Regions from separate parts of the Mus musculus genome. Here all the other regions are linked to region 3. Evidence: chromatin contacts called from public Hi-C data. All regions are on one chromosome and are shown on one strand. Each heading gives the region's core, a stretch centred on a gene start, on an enhancer-like site or on the middle of the called end of the contact. The rest is flanking DNA. Distances are from core to core; before and after follow the strand shown. Region 1 overlaps Unc5c (unc-5 netrin receptor C). Region 2 overlaps Unc5c (unc-5 netrin receptor C). Region 3 overlaps Unc5c (unc-5 netrin receptor C).

Region 1 (3,383 bases), core at 69-2,568, 250 kb before region 3:
AACTAAATATTCCCATGTGCCCTGCAAAAAATATCAGGATACTCACTAAATGTTATCAAACCATTGCTAATATGAAATTACTATGAAAGCTGAACTTTTCAAACTTTTTTTTTCTTGAGCAATTTTTGGTGGCACCAGAACCAAGAGCATTCAGAGATTCCATAGCCACACCCTGCTCTGTGCATGCATGGTCTTTTATTGCCATTGTTTGTCTCTACCACTACGCATGGCATCACTGTAGAATCACATGCCTCGTTAGTGCAGATGTTGAAACCCTCTGTGTTTTGCTTCCCCATGCATTCACTGATAACCTACAGTTATCACAATCTAGCCTTTCCAGATCACCATGTGTTTTGATTATGGACTGAGCTTTTCAGTAATAAGTATTTAAGTCTAGGTATCTTTAAAAGGCTTGAGAACTCATTTACCATTCAGATCTCAGTTAGTTATCTACACTTGATGTCTTGGGGGAACAACAATATGAACTAACCAGTAACCCACCCCCCCCACCCCCCCCACCCCCACCCCCTCCCGAGCTCCTGTCTCTAGCTGCATATGTATCAGAAGATGGCCTAGTCAGCCATCAGTGGAAAGAGAGGCCCATTGGTTGTGCAAACTTTATATGCCTCAGTACAGGGGAACGCCAGGGCCAAGAAGTGCGAGTGGGTGGGTGGAGGAGCGTGTGGGGGACTTTTGAGATAGCATTGGAAATGTAAATGAAATAAATACCTAATTTTAAAAACTGAAAAAAAAAAAGAAATATTTTTCTTCAAAAAAAAAAGGATATATATGTTAAAATCATATGAGTCAAGTATTTCTGGTTAAGAAATAGCAAGAGACTATGTACTGAGATTGGGAGAAATGAGAAACCAGCTAACCTCAGCTTGATGGTGACATGTCGACTGGACCTGGACTTTCATGAACTTCTTTGTCCCTGCTCTGATTCTTGTAAACATCCAAGAACGAACGTTTTAAGCAGCTGTTTAAAAGCTGAGCTGTTCCTGCTCAGAGGAAACTATCTCCTCTTTTCTTTTTGGCCATTAAACTTGGGAAGTAAGAGCTTTGCATTTTTTAACCTGCCAGATAACCATCAATTTAAAATGAAAAAAATGTTTATGTCTTTACATTTGAGTTCTTGAATTGGATTAGGAACATGAAAAGGCTACCAATCTAAAGAAGTTTGGAGACCAGGAAAACGTGTGTGTGTGTGTGTGTGTGTGTGTGTGTGTGTGTGTGAAACAATCCACATCCTGTAGACCAGCTTGTGGTCTGAAACATTCCAGAGCAAACATAAGTGTTCTGTTGTTTGTCTTAAAAAACACTAACTGTTACTTAAAGTCAAGATGTAGAGTGCCTCAGCAAGTAGATATCAAATCCTAAGACAGTCTTTGAAAATGGTTTCAGCCATGCCATCAAAATGCTACTTTAAAGCAGTACCTAATGAACTGGAAGGGACCCTGATTATCAAATTAGCTTGCATTTGGTCTCCAGAGCAGTGAAAAGCTTGTTTGGGGGTAGTTCTGCTTCCTCAAATTGCCCTCCTTAAACAAACAGAGCAAGGGGAGAAAGCTTTTAGATGTATAACATGAAGCCATTACAAGGAGCTGCTAGGCAGCCATGAAAGGCAGGAGCAGTTTAGTGGGTTTCCAGTTAAGGATTTGGGTGGTGCTGTAAACAGAATGGTAGATAATAGAGTCCCAGTGATGGCTGTCAGGAGACAGAAAACTGCAACAGCTTTGTGGGAAAGCAGAATGGCTGGGTTTTCCCACTTGACCTTTCCTCTGAATAGATGAGCTTAAGATCACAAAGGACTTTGCAAGGGGAAAAAAAGTGATTTGCACAGCCCCTTTGGTGCCTGAAACCCTTTTTAGAATCTGGCCATTTTAAGTTTGTTTCCCAGTGTTCTCTAAGGCCTCCCAGGAAAGCCCTATTGCCACTGTATAAGTTTGTGTTTTAAAGGAAGGTCTCAGTGCATGACCATCATGGGTCTAAGGCACTTGGAGACTGGATGTTTATGAGAAAGGTTTACTGAGTGGAGCCCCCAGTGTCCACACACTCTAGACTATTACTATGATTAAAGTAGCTATTGAGCCTTTTCTATTCTTCAGGATAATGGCATAATCTTATATAAATAAGGAACTCCATCACCAGTGAAAGACAACCCATGGATCAAAGGCATCCACACTGGTCTGCAGGTGAAATGCTTGCAGATTAGTTGCTGGTATTTTCAGAAAATTGTGTCTGATAAAAATGACTCATATCAAAAAGATCTGGGAGATGTAGTTAAGTGTATGCTGAATACAGGCCAAGGTAATGATGTTGTGGCCAACAACCAATTTCATATTAGCTACATTGTAGAGTAATGATTTTTATGCCTTGGGATGTGTGAAATTAAACTGTACATTTTAAAAAGTTGTGTTCAGTCGTGAAAATCACACTTCTAGGAAAAAATTATATATTTGAGACCATAGAAAGAAGACAATTTTTAAAACCTCGAAACAAAACCCATCAAAACAACAACAAAAAAATTGCAATACAACTGGTAATATTAAATGGTGAAGAAAAGAAAACACTAGTGATTTTAATAGGTGATAATGAAAACTACAACAGGTTTCAAACACCTGCAGGCCAATTATATAGAAATATATAACTTGCAGGGGTCCACAAAATGTATGGTTTCCAAACTATGCGTCAGAATAAATAGCAAATGTGTTACAGAAATAGAGATGAGAAATAATGAGGAAACCATTAAAAATTAGCAAAAATAAATATTTAGTATATTCTAGAGCTAAAAATATATGAATTAAGTGAAGAAGTTTCTAAAGTAAATATTAATATCCATGAGACAGAATATCTGAATTACTTAAAACTCTTAAAGCATAACACATTTAAAAATTGAAGAAGCATAAAAGTAGCAAAACCTCATTCAACAATAAAGGTGATATGATTTAATGTTCATAATATATATTGAATAAAGAATCTCTAGGTTAATATGTAATTTTTAAAGCTGAATATATGTATTAAAATAACTGCTAAGAAAATTTTAAGCAGTTGAAGTAACATGTTTTTCTTTTTGTTATTCCTGAACTTTTCAAAACTTTGCATATTATCCTTAATACTTATGCAAATCTATGAGCAGATAAAGTTAACAAACAATTTCTAGTAACTATATTTTTAATGTCTCATGAGTGACTTTTAGGCTGTCTTTGTCGGTAGAATTCATTCAGAACATTTACTGTGGTTCATATTTATCATGTAATAAATTCCTTAATAGAGTCCTACAACTTCAAATTATACATTTTAACTTCTCTCTCTCTCTCTCTCTCTCTCTCTCTCTGTGTGTGTGTGTGAGAGAGAGAGAGAGAGAGAGAGAGAGAGAGAGA
Region 2 (3,368 bases), core at 268-2,767, 210 kb before region 3:
TGATGTATGACAGACAAATAACTAAAAGCTCAGACTGCCTTTAGTGTCTCAGAACAAAAGTTTTAAAGTTATTTTAGGTAGCTCAACAATTTAGAGAGAAACAGAGCAAACTCCTAAGAGAATTCTAAGGAAAAAATGCTGTCAAGGAACTAGAATTTCCAATGGGTAGAGAAGATTCACTAAGTGTGGATATTAATTACAAAGAGTGGCAGGGAGTAATGTATAGAGGAGGGAAGTGCAGAATTCAATAAAGACATAGAAGCTAGATAGTTGTCTCTGCATATTAGTACTCCCTGTTAAGTTAGTGTTTCTAACATGCCAACATCAGGCCCAGTGAGAAACGAGAAACCTTAAAATGTATATCTGATGGATGTTATGCATAGGGAAATGGCCATTTAAACATTCAAGCTAGTTGGAAGGAATCGAGATGATATCTTTAGGTGGCTTAATAGAGTCAATTAGAAATCACTCTTTTCAAAATGAAGAGGATATTGGTAGAAATAGATGAAGATAGGATCATTCAAATAAATATGAGTAAACTTGTCAAAACTACATCTTTAGAAACGACAGCTAGAGTAAAGCTGTACAACTGGGTCATGTACTTTCACAGACACAGGGAAAAAGCCGTGTCTGCATTCTCCTCACCAATAAGCATGGGCCACACCTTTAAATATGATACCTGTTTCAGAAAACCCTTAACACACTCACTGTACCCAACATATCTGCTGGCTCAACTAATGACCAGTATCTTTTGATTGCCAAGCATGTAAATAATGCACATGTAGAGCAATCACAAGCTTTCGTGTCTTCTTAGGAGAGGTAAATTTCAGACTCTTTTTTTCTTTTCTTCACTATATCTAATTATATATCCTCAGGCCCTTGGTCCATTTGTTCTGCTCCAAACACCTTCAAGGGCTCTGTCTCAGCTTCTATACAAATGCACATTCCTACCCACCCCCCAACACACACACCTTTCTACATGTCATCAATACTGTATTATAATTTTAAACTACCCATTTTGCTTACCACGTTCAACTTCCACAGAAATTTACCTTCCCTGGGGTGTCCTATAATGCACACAGTAGTCACTCTGTCACCAACCGGAATTCATAAAATTAGAATTATATTGATTCTTATTGTAATCCTATATTAATTATATCTCAAATTAGAATGTATTTATTCTTTTTCCCTGACTTCCTCTGGCTCCTTGAATGCTGGGATTAAAGGCGTGAGCTACCACACCCTGCACACAATAAAATGTATTTCTTTTGGTGAGAAGATACCTTTGGAAAAATAAAATAAAATTTAAAAGAAAAAAAAGAAAGAAAATGCCTTGCCATCCAGAAACTTGGCTTTTAAAATAACAGAAAATAAAATTAGACTGTGAAGAAAAAGGCATTTCCTGACAACTTGGCTTTGGATGAGATTCAGTTTGGCAGTGTTAGTTTCCCACTGCTGTGTGACAGTTACCACAGAATTAGCAGCTGAAAGCAGCAGCCATTTGTGCTCTCTCTGAGTGTGTGGAGATGCAGTGCAGGAAGGGCTGACTTGCCTCCAGGCTCAGGTCTCAGCGAGATAGATATACCAGGGGTTGGCATGAGGTGCTTTTTGACCAGAGGCTCTGCTTGATGATCCACTTTTAGGCAGCCTCATAGTCTTGACAGAATTCATCCTTCTGGATGTTGGTCTAAGAATCACCTTTATTGTTTTGTTCTGTGTTGTGTTGTTCTGTGTTGTCTTGCATTGGGTTGTGCTGTGTTATGTTGTATTCTGTTTCAGTCAGACTGGTCACAGGCTCATGATCTTTCTGGTCCCATCTCCAAAGTGCCAGTATTACAGCTGTGTGTCCCACTGAGAACTAGTGGCAATGTCTGTCCTTAGTCCCACTGGCTACTAAAAGTGCCTTGTCATCTACTCAACTAACATGGCCCTGTTTTACTCCTTCATAGCCAACAAAAGAAGGCTGTGCAGTCAGACTCCAATAGGATGTAACCTATTCATAGGAAAGGCATGGTATCACTTCTTCAGTCTTTGGTTAGGTTTGAGTATGTCAGGGCCTTGTGCATTCCAGTGGGAGGATTTGGTCACTTATTGTGATCAACCTGAGACATGCATACAAGAACTTTGTCCACTGCATTTTACATGTATGCACAGATATATAAAAGGCCAAGTACCTTTACATACAGCCATATTAGAAATCAAGTGTGACTGAAATATTAACTGGTGCTAAACTGGCAAATACACATGTCAATATATGGAGAACTGTGCCCATAGTATGGTCCCTATAATGTGTAATAAACAATCTCATGACCAAGACTACATTGATTAACTGATAAAAGAAATTCCTATTCCTATATGCAATTACTTCTAATAAGTACTGAGAAGAACAGTTTTAAGAAAAGGATAATCAGAAACATCTACTTGTGTATGAGACCAACTAGAAAAAAATTCACCGAATTTAGTTTCTGGGCATTCTTACTTAATGAACCACCTTTTGACCACCAAAGCCATGCCTACTACTTATCCAAGAAGAAGAAGAGAAAGCTGCAGGTGGTGATATTCAGAGGCCTTAAGACAGGAAAGGCCAAATCCATTGCAGGCATTGGGAGACAGCCAGAATAAGTAAAGGACATCCATATGGAGATAAAGATTAGAACCTAGGAAAGCAACAAGACCTTAGGAAGGAGGTGACATTAATCAACTGGAGGTATAGTGGGAAGTTTTTGAAGGGTTTCAACCAGGAAGGAAAATGGCTCAATTTTAAAAAGAAAGATGTCTTTGGTGTTTTATTTTCCTCACTAACTAGAAAAGACTCCTGCCTGGCTCCCTGAAAATGTACCACCAAGATTTTTGGTGGTGGTGTTGACAAGATTTCCCATGTGGTCCCTAGGGAAGGCCCTGCTCAAATTAAAGTTATTGGTACTTAATCAGGTCTGTGATAGCATTTTTAAAATGCTGCTTGAGGAATGATATTTCTAGTGTTGTATTTTTTTTCTTGTTTTATAATGACTGCATTTTTATTTTAGGAGTATAAACATTGTAGGCAACATACTTCTGTTTATCTTTGTTATCCTAGTTTCATCTAAAATATCATGAAATCTCTGTGATATAAATAGCCCACTTAAAGTAAACTGGCCCTATTTTGAAAGACCTCAGAGTAGAGATGTGGAACCCAAAGTCTGTACTTTTTTCTCTGTTATTCAAGGAAATCATAGAGTACAATAATATTTTCAAATTTTCTCTCAAGTCATGAATAACATTTTTTCCCTGTGATTTTTATCTAATTAGTTCTAAGACAGCATTTCTATCTGAAGGCTTCCTACAGGAACTTTGTTCCCACACAGAACTCACTGCTGGCAGACAAAGGA
Region 3 (3,192 bases), core at 202-2,701:
GAGACACCCCACCTGCCCCTCAAAGCTCCTGCAATCCCAAGTCTGCAGAGACCTCAGAATCAGGGCAGGACATGAGGGCTCTAACAGCAGGGGCAATAACCCCCTAAGCTCAGCATTTAGAAGGACATCACAGACTTCAGGATGACCTGGGCTCTGTGCCTAGTGTCTCCTCCAGCACCCCAAGGCGTTACCTGCCTTAAAAAAGAGGTGACATTCAAAGCAGATCGAGAAGATTTCTTGTTATTGCTTTAATGGTTCCCAGGCAACGTTTCCTCTTGCTTTCAGACCAGCAGAAGTGATCAGAAAATGATTAGAGTTTCTCTTGCAGATGAAATTTAGATTTTTGCATTTGTGCTGCTTTATGAGCTGAAACTATTTTAAGAGCCAATTTATAGTTTTCTCTACTAAAATCGGATTAAAAAAAAATAAGCAAGGAGGTTCAGCAATTAGAGGATACCATTAGTGGCTTGCCCTAAGGCAATACTCTGTGTTTACTACTTTTTTTTAAGTTTGCCTTAATTTGATCTATCTTAGCATCGCCCCATTTTATCAAGCAAGAGATGGAGGGAACTACCTTCACAGGGCTAGCTGAGGTCTCCTATGTGTTCACAGAGAGGATGCCTTTACAGTTAGATGGCTTCTAGAAGATCTTATTTCTCTCAGATGTATTTATTCCTTCAGGAAGAAGTTCCCTTTTGAGCATTTCCAACATCTAAACCTTTGAGAACATAGACATTCCCTCTCTTCTCCATTCCCAAAGCAACCATTCTCAGTCTGTGGGCTGAGACCATGGGAAAAACACGTATTTCTGGTGATCTTAGGAATTCCCAACCATAAATTTATTTATGTTGTTACTTTCATATCTGTAATTTTGATACTGAGAAGTCTCTCAGTTCCTGAGGCCAGTAGGAGTTTATGTTTTCCAGTGGTCATGATCCACAGGTTGAGAACTGCGATCTTGGAGTGTCTCATTAGGGAAGCCATTGTGGAATCTTACTAGAGCTTTCTGCCCTGCCCAGTCCTGACCTAGGAACTCTGAACATGGGCTATACAAAACTATCTCCCTCTACCTCTACTAACCCACTACTTCCAGGCCAGGAAGAGACTGTCCTTCTTGAAGAGAAGAGAACCTGTACTCTTTGTATCCATCTCAAGTTGGATACAGAGAATATCCAACTGAGAGTCAAGTATTATGCTGACTGAATCAACAGCGATTACACTTGCCTTCTGAAAAGAAAGTTGTGTCGTTCCTACAGGAACCTACTGGCATCGACTTACCTCTCCTGGACCCTGCTAGTACCATCACCACTGTCACCGGACCAAGTGCTTTCAGCATTCCTCTCCCTATCCGGCAGAAGCTATGCAGCAGCCTGGATGCCCCTCAAACAAGAGGCCATGACTGGAGGATGCTGGCCCATAAACTCAACCTGGACAGGTGAGTGTGTCCAGGCTTCTAGACCTACTGTTTTCATTTAGCAGAGATTCCAGGACTGAAAGGAATGATATAGAAAGTGGCACTTTTCTCTTCCCACTACACATCTGTTTATATTTTCATTCTGACTGTGAGCTTCCAAACAATTCCAAGAGAATTCCTGGGATATATGACATTTATCAGTGTCAAGATTTGTGATAGACTTTACCTAGCTCATGTGCTAAGAGCTCCTAAATATGATGTCTATTCACTAAAGTAATTATTGTTCATCCATCGCCAGTTGAACAAGACGTAATGCATGATGAATAATTTACATGCTCACACAAGCACTTGTATTAAGTTATAAAGAGACCCTGAGAGCCTCTGCTTCGTAGAAAATATCTGTCACCTCCAAGGAAGAGATGTGGTATGACCTGTCAAAGATCATCAGAGTCCAGACTGGACAGAAAACATAAGCCTCTTGATTTCCTGTTTAGGACAAAACCCACAGACACGTTGTCTCTTAAATTATCCTATTCAGAGTTGAGGTTAACAAAGTTAAACAGCACATGTCCTGTCTGGAGCTGATCTAATTAGGAACCGAGCAATCATTAAGTGGAGTTCACTAGGATCCACGGTAGGACTGAAATGCTTCAAGACAGACAGGTTTAGTGCCAACGCAGAGAAGATAATACTGTAAATAGACCTGTAAATCACACCTCTAAGCATATTTTCCCATTCTTGATTGCAGGTACTTGAATTACTTTGCCACCAAATCGAGCCCAACTGGCGTAATCCTGGATCTTTGGGAAGCACAGAACTTCCCAGATGGAAACCTGAGCATGCTGGCAGCCGTCCTGGAAGAAATGGGAAGACATGAGACAGTGGTGTCCTTGGCAGCAGAAGGACAGTATTGACCACACTGGAACTAAAGCTGAAGGACACAATTACACAGGGAGTCTGTGTTCAGGGGAACCACATCTGAGGAGGAAATCCAGATAGGACCAAGGCGCTCTACAGGCAAGATGGCAACAGGAAACTTGGGGGACAGATATAACCACCAAGGTACACGCCCACTTCATTCGGACAGCACCACCGCGGGAGTTAAGAAAAATTGTGTAAATTTGTACCTTGAATTTAAGAATCAATCTAATTTTCTCTTCGTTGGGCTGTATGCTGTATGGTACAGGATCTTACAGTTTCCTAGGAAACGCTTTTTATTGCTATCCAGATGTATGGATAAACTTTCTTAACAAACCCAGTTTCTACAAATGTTGTTTACATCAAATTGGACAGGGATGCAGACACTGTCCATGGCTCGTTCTATTTTTGTTCAGATCATTTGAAGTTGAAGCTGTGGACAGTTTATTGTGTCTATTTCAGATTAGTAATTTACAGAGAAATCACAGACTTTTGCTAAAAATCATGTACATCAAGTGTCTCAGATAATCTTCCCATCAGTGTTCTGTTTCTGAAACTTGTTGGACCAGTATTGGCATTGGTATCAGGGAAGTGGAGAATCTAAATGTAAAGGAGAAATTGAGAAAATTCCTTATATCCTGGGGTAACCCCGTTGGTATCCTTTGGGAACAGAGCTCTAGCATTACAGGGGAGGTAGCTATTCATGTTCCTCCACACAAACATTTCTGTACCACATGTGTGTTTGTAATAAGCAATTTCAAGTGTTTTTTAAAAAATATTATCATTATTATTGATGATTATTACAAATATTCTAGTAAAAAGAATTTCCTTTTGTTTTAGTTAGCAATACTGTTAGTGTT

What was found. A called contact is a pair of places that touch in the nucleus more often than the background predicts.
Region 1: a Hi-C map of the N1E-115 cell line shows a contact between it and region 3, with 4 times the contacts expected there. The contact joins two enhancer-like sites. A contact is called at or near these places in 1 of 39 promoter capture datasets (embryonic stem cells), 25 of 484 Hi-C or Micro-C datasets (the N1E-115 cell line, cortical neurons, embryonic stem cells and 4 more) and 2 of 115 datasets of contacts at active chromatin or transcription factors (embryonic stem cells and stem cell-derived neural progenitor cells).
Region 2: a contact with region 3 is called in a Hi-C map of the N1E-115 cell line, with 5 times the contacts expected there. The contact joins two enhancer-like sites. A contact is called at or near these places in 6 of 484 Hi-C or Micro-C datasets (the N1E-115 cell line, brain, cerebellar granule neurons and 2 more) and 1 of 115 datasets of contacts at active chromatin or transcription factors (astrocytes).

Annotation. Positions count from the first base shown.
Region 1 is chr3:141,579,938-141,583,320 of GRCm38.p6, forward strand. All of the region lies in intron 1 of Unc5c (unc-5 netrin receptor C), which reads left to right. Among named protein-coding and RNA genes, the nearest start is that of Gm15689, 100 kb to the right of the region's middle. Within about 2 kb of position 1,319, at least 23 of the 459 cell types and tissues checked have an H3K27ac peak or open chromatin away from gene starts, as enhancers often do. A contact at or near this core is called in the N1E-115 cell line, where this site is marked.
Region 2 is chr3:141,615,439-141,618,806 of GRCm38.p6, forward strand. The region is part of intron 1 of Unc5c (unc-5 netrin receptor C); the gene reads left to right. Among named protein-coding and RNA genes, the nearest start is that of Gm15689, 66 kb to the right of the region's middle. Within about 2 kb of position 1,518, at least 10 of the 459 cell types and tissues checked have an H3K27ac peak or open chromatin away from gene starts, as enhancers often do. A contact at or near this core is called in the N1E-115 cell line, where this site is marked.
Region 3 is chr3:141,826,245-141,829,436 of GRCm38.p6, forward strand. It overlaps Unc5c (unc-5 netrin receptor C), which reads left to right. Exons shown (of 16, transcript NM_009472.4): 15 at 1,257-1,435; 16 at 2,163-3,192. The coding sequence ends at 2,328. Among named protein-coding and RNA genes, the nearest start is that of Gm15689, 140 kb to the left of the region's middle. Within about 2 kb of position 1,452, at least 3 of the 459 cell types and tissues checked have an H3K27ac peak or open chromatin away from gene starts, as enhancers often do. A contact at or near this core is called in the N1E-115 cell line, where this site is marked.